Regions from separate parts of the Rattus norvegicus genome. Here region 1 is linked to region 2. The links are chromatin contacts, called in public Hi-C maps. All regions are on one chromosome and are shown on one strand. The core of a region is the stretch at or near the end of the contact, and the rest is flanking DNA. Distances in the headings are between cores, read along the strand shown. Region 1 holds the start of Prkaa2 (protein kinase AMP-activated catalytic subunit alpha 2). Region 2 holds the start of Fyb2 (FYN binding protein 2).

Region 1 (3,343 bases), core at 102-2,601, 200 kb after region 2:
TTTTTCACGTGTATTCTGATTGCATTTCCCTCTCGGAAAAGTCCCAAGAAAGCTCAGGTTTTGCTTTCCTAGAACTCTGTTGCCTGGAACAGTAACTCGCATGTGGTAAGAGCATTCAATAAGCAGTGTTTCTCATTGTACAAATGGGTATTAGATAGACCGAGAGGAGTTAATCCTCGCAGGAATGATGAGTCCCTGCCTTCTATTCAAGTCTTCACTGGAGGTTAAAATGTGAAAAATATGCCTTAGCATAAAATTCCCAGACTGCTTACCCACTATTTATTCAACAAAAAAAGCTAACGTTTCACTTTTAATTCTCAACTCGCTACCAAGTATCTTCTTAACAAGAGCTGGTAATCAAACCAAACCCATGTGACTCTTATTAACTAATAAGAAAACAAAGCAAAGTTTAATACTTAACTAGTAAGTGGAGTTGAAATTTCAAAAGCAACCTGTTTTTTTTTCCCCCCAAAACCCACAATTTGCCATCAAACAAACGCCTTGCCTAAGCAAGTCTGACATCTTGGGGACCCAAATTCCATTACCAAGGAACATTTTTCCCAGACCCTGACCCCAGAAGTCTTCCTAGAACCAATTTACACACACCAATCAACCTGCAGAGCTGGGGTTCCCCTAAAGCCTCTGCCCAACCAGCTGCATTCCAGCGTTTTCACACACCCAGCAGAGGGGACTCGCCACCTCTCAGCTCTAGGCATGCCCCTAGTCAACTCCACCATCAAAGGCCTGGGACAGGGAAGAATCTGGGGAAGCCAGGGGCCTTATCGGCAAGGCCAAAATTGGAGGACATTTTAGACCTCACCCTGAATCTGCCAATTCTCTGTGACCTTGGGCGTGCCGCTGAAGCCTCGGAGCTCGCGTTCTCTCACCTTTAAGGTGAGGACCGCACCCTGGCTACGCCACGTAAAGGATTAAGTGAGACCACAGATGCTGCTCCAGGCAGAGCGCTTGGCACCAGTGGGAGACCCACTCCCAATCCGCGGCGCCGTGACTACCCCATCCTCCCCACGCTTCGGGGCCCTTTGGACTGGGCCAGTCGCCCAATTCTGCAGACAAGTGAGCTGACGGGTAGAGAAAAGACAGGGTGCTCGCAGACACCCCCGCCAAGGCACAGCTCAGACCGTGGGTCCCCCTGACCCACGCCCCGGCTGCCGCGCCAGGTGCCTGTGCCCCGGGCTCGCCTGCGAGCGCTCCACCTGCCACCCGGCCCCGCGCCCGCGCCGCTGCACTCACTCTTCACTTTGCCGAAGGTGCCGACGCCCAGGGTGTCCCCCAGCACGTAGTGTCCGATCTTCACACGCCCGTCGTGCTTCTGCTTCTCAGCCATGTTCGGCGCGCGGCCTCCCCGGGCCGCGGGCTCTAAGCGCCGCCGCCGCTGCCGCCGCCGCCACCGCCTACCCACAGTGCAGCGGGCCCGGGGGGCGGGACGGGGACGCCTGGGGCGCGGTAGGGTGAGCGCGGCTCGGCGTGTGTGGACGCGAGCTGGAGGCGCAGAGCCCGAAGCGTCCTGAGGAAAGCCCACGGCGGTGAAGATGGAAGGGATGAGTCTGAGAGCGACCGAGGTGAAAGGAGAATCTGAAGAGAAGTGGGGGTGAGGGGGTGCAGACCATGAGACGTGCCTCAGGACAGCAGGACCAGGCGGGGAGGGCGGCCCTTCCCTAGCCCCTGGCACGCTCCCCCCAGGCAAGGTTTATTTGACTGGGAACGCTCTAGTCCGTACCCTCCTCAGATAGCGACCCCATTGTTTTAGAACTCACGCTTATTTTGTAGTTCCTTGTCACGTTATTGTTAGGTCGAAACCCTGGACAAACTGCCCAAGGAGACGCCTATCATTAACATATCAAAGATGACGCTGGCTGCCAGGTTCTCTCAGCATCCCTCAGTCCCTAACTGGGATAGGGTCCTCCTGCCTGCCATACCTCGACTCCTACCCCGAACTCTCCAGCCCAGGGACTCCAGCCCCTTCCCTCAGGTCCCCTGGTCCCTAGATTATTCAGCCATTTTGGCTGTGCTAATCTCTCAGCCCAGACCACCCACCCCTCTAGGCCTGGCTCCTCTCTTGCTCCCACTCCCCCTCTCTCCTCACATAGCCCTGCTCAGTCTGCCCATGTTCACCCTGGACTCTCCTAAACGTCCCTGCTTCTGCCTGTACGTTCGTTTATCTACAATAAGCCTTCTTCGTTGTGTTAGTTAAGGTTTTTTTTCATTGTGATAAAACACCATAGCCAAAAAACAAGTTGGGGAGGACAGGTATTATTGTTACACTTCCACAGCACTGTTCATCTCTGAAGGAAGTCAGGATGGGAACTCAAACAGTACATGGAACCTGGAGGCAGTCCCGATGCAGAGGCCATGGGGGGTTAGCACCGGGAGGGTGCTGCTTACTGGCTGGCTCATCAGGGCTGGTACAGCCTGGTTTTCTACAGAACCCAGGACCACCAGCCCAAAGATGGCACTACCTACAATGGGCCATTGATCACTAATTAAGAAAATGTCTTACAGCTTACATCTTATGGAGGCATTTTCTCAATTGAGGTTCCCTCCTTTCAAATAACCCTAGCTTGTGTCAATTTGACAAATGACAAACCAGCATATCCACTGTAGCCAGGAGCAATTATGTCCCTCCTTCTATTTCTTTTCTTCATTCAGTTATATAGACAATCGTGTTATAGGGATAAAAGACACCCTCTCCAGGACTCTCGATTCTAACTAATTTAAACAAAATTTCTCAATAAATCACAAACAGAGCCCTAAGTATATTTCAGCACTTGTGTGTGTGTGTGTGTGTGTGTGTGTGTGTGTGTGTGTGTGTGTGTGTGTGTGTGTGTGTGTGACTGGACAAAGGAGAAATACTAATATAGGAAATAATTCACATGTTCAGGTAAATGCAAAACACAGAAGGGATCAAAGAATTGTGGGAAACAAAAATGATGTAAAAGTGCAAATTAAAGAAATGGATTACTGAGGATGAAAGTAAAAAAATAGTAAAGAGAATCCAAAGCATGACCAGAGTATTAACAGTGGGCAAATAATTTATGATCAAGCAATCTCTTCCTCCCTGCCTCCCCCTCCCCCTTCTCTCCTTGCTTTACTTAATGTTGGTCGATCCTTCCATACCTGAAGATTATTTGCTTCCTGTTACAGGAATATGAAACTTCATACCTCCATTACTTCCATAGCAGTTCCCTGAACACATACAAACACTGTACTGGCTAGTATTGTGTGTCAACTTGACACAGGCTGGAGTTATCACAGAAAAGGAGCCTCCATTGAGGAAATGCCTCCATGAGACCCAGCTGTAAGGCATTTTCTCAACTAGTGATCA
Region 2 (3,101 bases), core at 72-2,571:
GGAAAGATAATTCCCTCACCCAAGTTTTATGTAGGTTCCTAGTATACACTAGAACTCACCACTCTAACTAGTTCAGGGCCAAACCAGATAACCTCTAGGAGCCTCTGGATCTAGGTGGGTTGTTGGGTAACCCTGAAGCCCTGCTTAACACTCTGCCATGTAGGCTGTCCTGACGCCACCAGGGGGAGCCCTTGCGTTGGGACCATGGGGATGTTGGCGGCCCAAAGGCCCCTGAGGCTCAGAGCTGTGAAGTATACCTGGATATAGAGGACCAGAGCGCTGAGCAAATGACCCTTGGCCTTGAGGAAAGACAGCAAACATGGCAGTGAGCAGCGCTGAGCAAAACGAAAGTCCTGCAGTCGGTTACCTCTTAGGGGATAAACAAGCGGGTACTTCCTTCCTACTCTCCTCCTGTCAAGACAGGGGAATCGTGTTTTTAAGACTTTGAAAGCCAAGGCATGGTGATCAATGCCTTAAATCATGGCACTAGGGAGGCATAGGGAAGTGGATCTCTATAAGTTTGAGGCCAACCTGGTCTACACAGTGAGTCCAAGGTAGCCGGAGCAATATAGAGAGAAAACAACAATAATGATTTGCTCGGAGGCCATTCCAAGTTAAATATGCAAGTCTGAAGGTAGCCTAAGTGGGAAACTCTGCACCAAACAAACAAACACAAACAGATTTTTCCCCCACAAAAAAAAAAAAAAAAAAAAAAAAAAAACCTAATAAAACTCAGCAGACTATATATAAATCAAAGCACAGGTCATTCACCTTGCCCACCTCCAATCCCCATGACAGTTGGGAGATCCGCCCCTCCCCAAATCTAGGAACTGAAGTTTGGGTTTCCAGCCAGGACCGGCTCTGGAAGGAAATGGCAAAGAAATCAGAACCGAAAGTCATCATTAGTCAATCAGAGCCTCTTTCCTTCAGCATCCTACCAGAGTCACTCCAAGCTAGATAAAGGCATCTCCTCTAAGCTCCAGTTCCTGCCCTGCTAAAAGGAGGACAGTTGGATATGCCAGGGCTACTTGTAAGAGTTAAAGGGATCCATGCATTCAAACACTGGGGACCATACCTGTCTTTAAAACAGGTATAACAAGTATAATTTATTTCATCGTCCTCTCACACCCCCATCAAACGCACCTGCCCGATTAGCCACACTTCAGAGTTTTCTTTTCTTGGGGCCCTGAGCAGCTTTTGTGAAATTAAGTAGCCACCAGCAGGGGCGGAGTTGGGCGAGGGTATCACTAAAGGAGATCACAGTGTCCTGAGCTTTTCAATCTAACTTTAGTGATAAGATGTACTCAGCTCCCAGAAACTCCCCCGGATGGGATGTGATGGGAGAGGACCCGACGCAGACACAAAGTGAAACCCTTGCAGAGGGAGTGATGACAAGGAAACCTTGGGAGCAGCGGGCAAAGCCTTCTGCCCACACACCTCCCCCTACCCCTATGCAGCAGGTCCAACTGGGAGGATGGAGGCCCGCCCACTCCCAGCCCTGAGGGAGGGAGGAGCCACTGCCCAGGTGGAGCAGGTGGAGAGTCCCGGTTCCAGCCTGTCCCGGACAGGGGAAGTGACTGCACGCTGGCGGGCGGAGGAGGGAGCGTTGTTGGCCCCAAGATCCAGCTCTGGGAAGCTGGCATTGTCTCCCAGTCGGAGCCTCGGAGGACCACAATGGAAGAGGTAAGGCACCCGCTTGCGTGTGGACTGTCACCTTGCGAACTTTAGTTCCTTCCAAAGGAGAAAGTCCTAGGGAAAGAGCTGCCCCGTGTGCCCTGGGCCGAACAAACAGGTATCCTGATGAAACTGGCATGCTGGCCTTGCTCAGGAGTCCCGTGTCCTGTGTCTCTACAGAACCGGAGGCACTCTGTCTATAACCCAAGCCACAGTTCAAGTGCCTGTCACTTCATTGTTGACTTTCTTTCTCTGTCCTCTGCGGTGGCAGATGGGTATCCAAGTTCAAGGACAGAGCATGACTGTGGGAAAAGGTGGTAAGTGGTATGCCCTGTGGCATTTTTACATCGCTCTTCCCTATGAACTCTGTGGTCTGGGACGAAAGTGCTAGTGCCCTTGAGCCTTAGGGAATCTCCCTTCTCTGAGACTGAAGGTGCATGAAAAAAGTTGAGCCGAGGCGTGTGAAGGCTCCAGAGGCAGAGGCTGGAGTGTTGAAAGGCTAAAACCAGTCAGAGTCACACAGGGGGACCCTGGAGGTTTTTGGTTTTGACAAAAGCAACACGAGGTTTTGAACGACTTTGAATGGCTGAATGCTATTGGCATATTTAGAGATTTTGCCTGGCTAACCCCATCGTCTCAAATCCTTGCCCTGCTGTTCTGTTAGTGGCTTTCATTCTGCAGAAGCATATAAAGATGTTGTGCTGTGTCTCTATTAAATATTTGGAAGAAAGTTATTTACTCCTGAAATTGCATCACTTCCCACCCAGATGTTTGGTTTACAGTTAGAATGGTGGACCATTCATCTGTGGCTGGGCAAGGACAGCTCCGGAGTTTTAAAGGGACTCTTGTATTTCTGCCAACACTTGTATCTCTGGCAGTTCACATCACTCAGTTGAGCTTTGGAGAAGGGGAGCCAAGGATGCCAGTTCCAGCCCACTTGTGGCGCTACCATGTTTAGAAACTCATTCTTTTACTGGGGTGGGGGAAATTGTTTTTATTTAGAAAAGGTCTTACTTTACAACCCAGACTGGCCTCAACCTTTCAAATGCTTGAATTACAGGCATGTGTCACCATGCCATCTTCTATTGGTCAACTTTTGGGACCTTCTTCCATGCTGGCCACCTGCCAGGCTGAACTGATCCATGTGGATTCAGGAAAAAAAAAAGAGAAGACAATTTACATTCTGCCCTCTCTGGCTAACCAGGATCTGAACTGCCCACCACTATGTCTGCTTATCAACCTGATAGGACAAAGACCTGGAGGTCATTGTCTCCGGGGTTTTTAGGTGAGGAAGCTGAAGGACAGTACGGTACTGCTTCACGGGATGGCACCATCAGTCAGAGCAGGGCTAGGGCCTAGGCTCAGGTTGGCTCCTGGGTGCCAACTCCAAGCCTGGCAGCACGAGCAAGGATTAATTACTCCAGCAG

Evidence for each region. Hi-C and Micro-C count contacts between places; a contact is called where the count stands out from the background.
Region 1: a contact with region 2 is called in a Hi-C map of liver, with 4 times the contacts expected there. The contact joins the promoter of Prkaa2 here to the promoter of Fyb2 in region 2. A contact is called at or near these places in 6 of 12 Hi-C or Micro-C datasets (the A7r5 cell line, hepatocytes, kidney and 2 more).

What each region holds. Positions count from the first base shown.
Region 1 is chr5:125,106,973-125,110,315 of GRCr8, forward strand. It overlaps Prkaa2 (protein kinase AMP-activated catalytic subunit alpha 2), which reads right to left and starts at 1,352. Exons shown (of 9, transcript NM_023991.1): 1 at 1,252-1,352. The coding sequence starts at 1,345.
Region 2 is chr5:124,904,684-124,907,784 of GRCr8, forward strand. Fyb2 (FYN binding protein 2) reads left to right here and starts at 1,322. Exons shown (of 20, transcript XM_063261317.1): 1 at 1,322-1,683. The coding sequence starts at 1,675.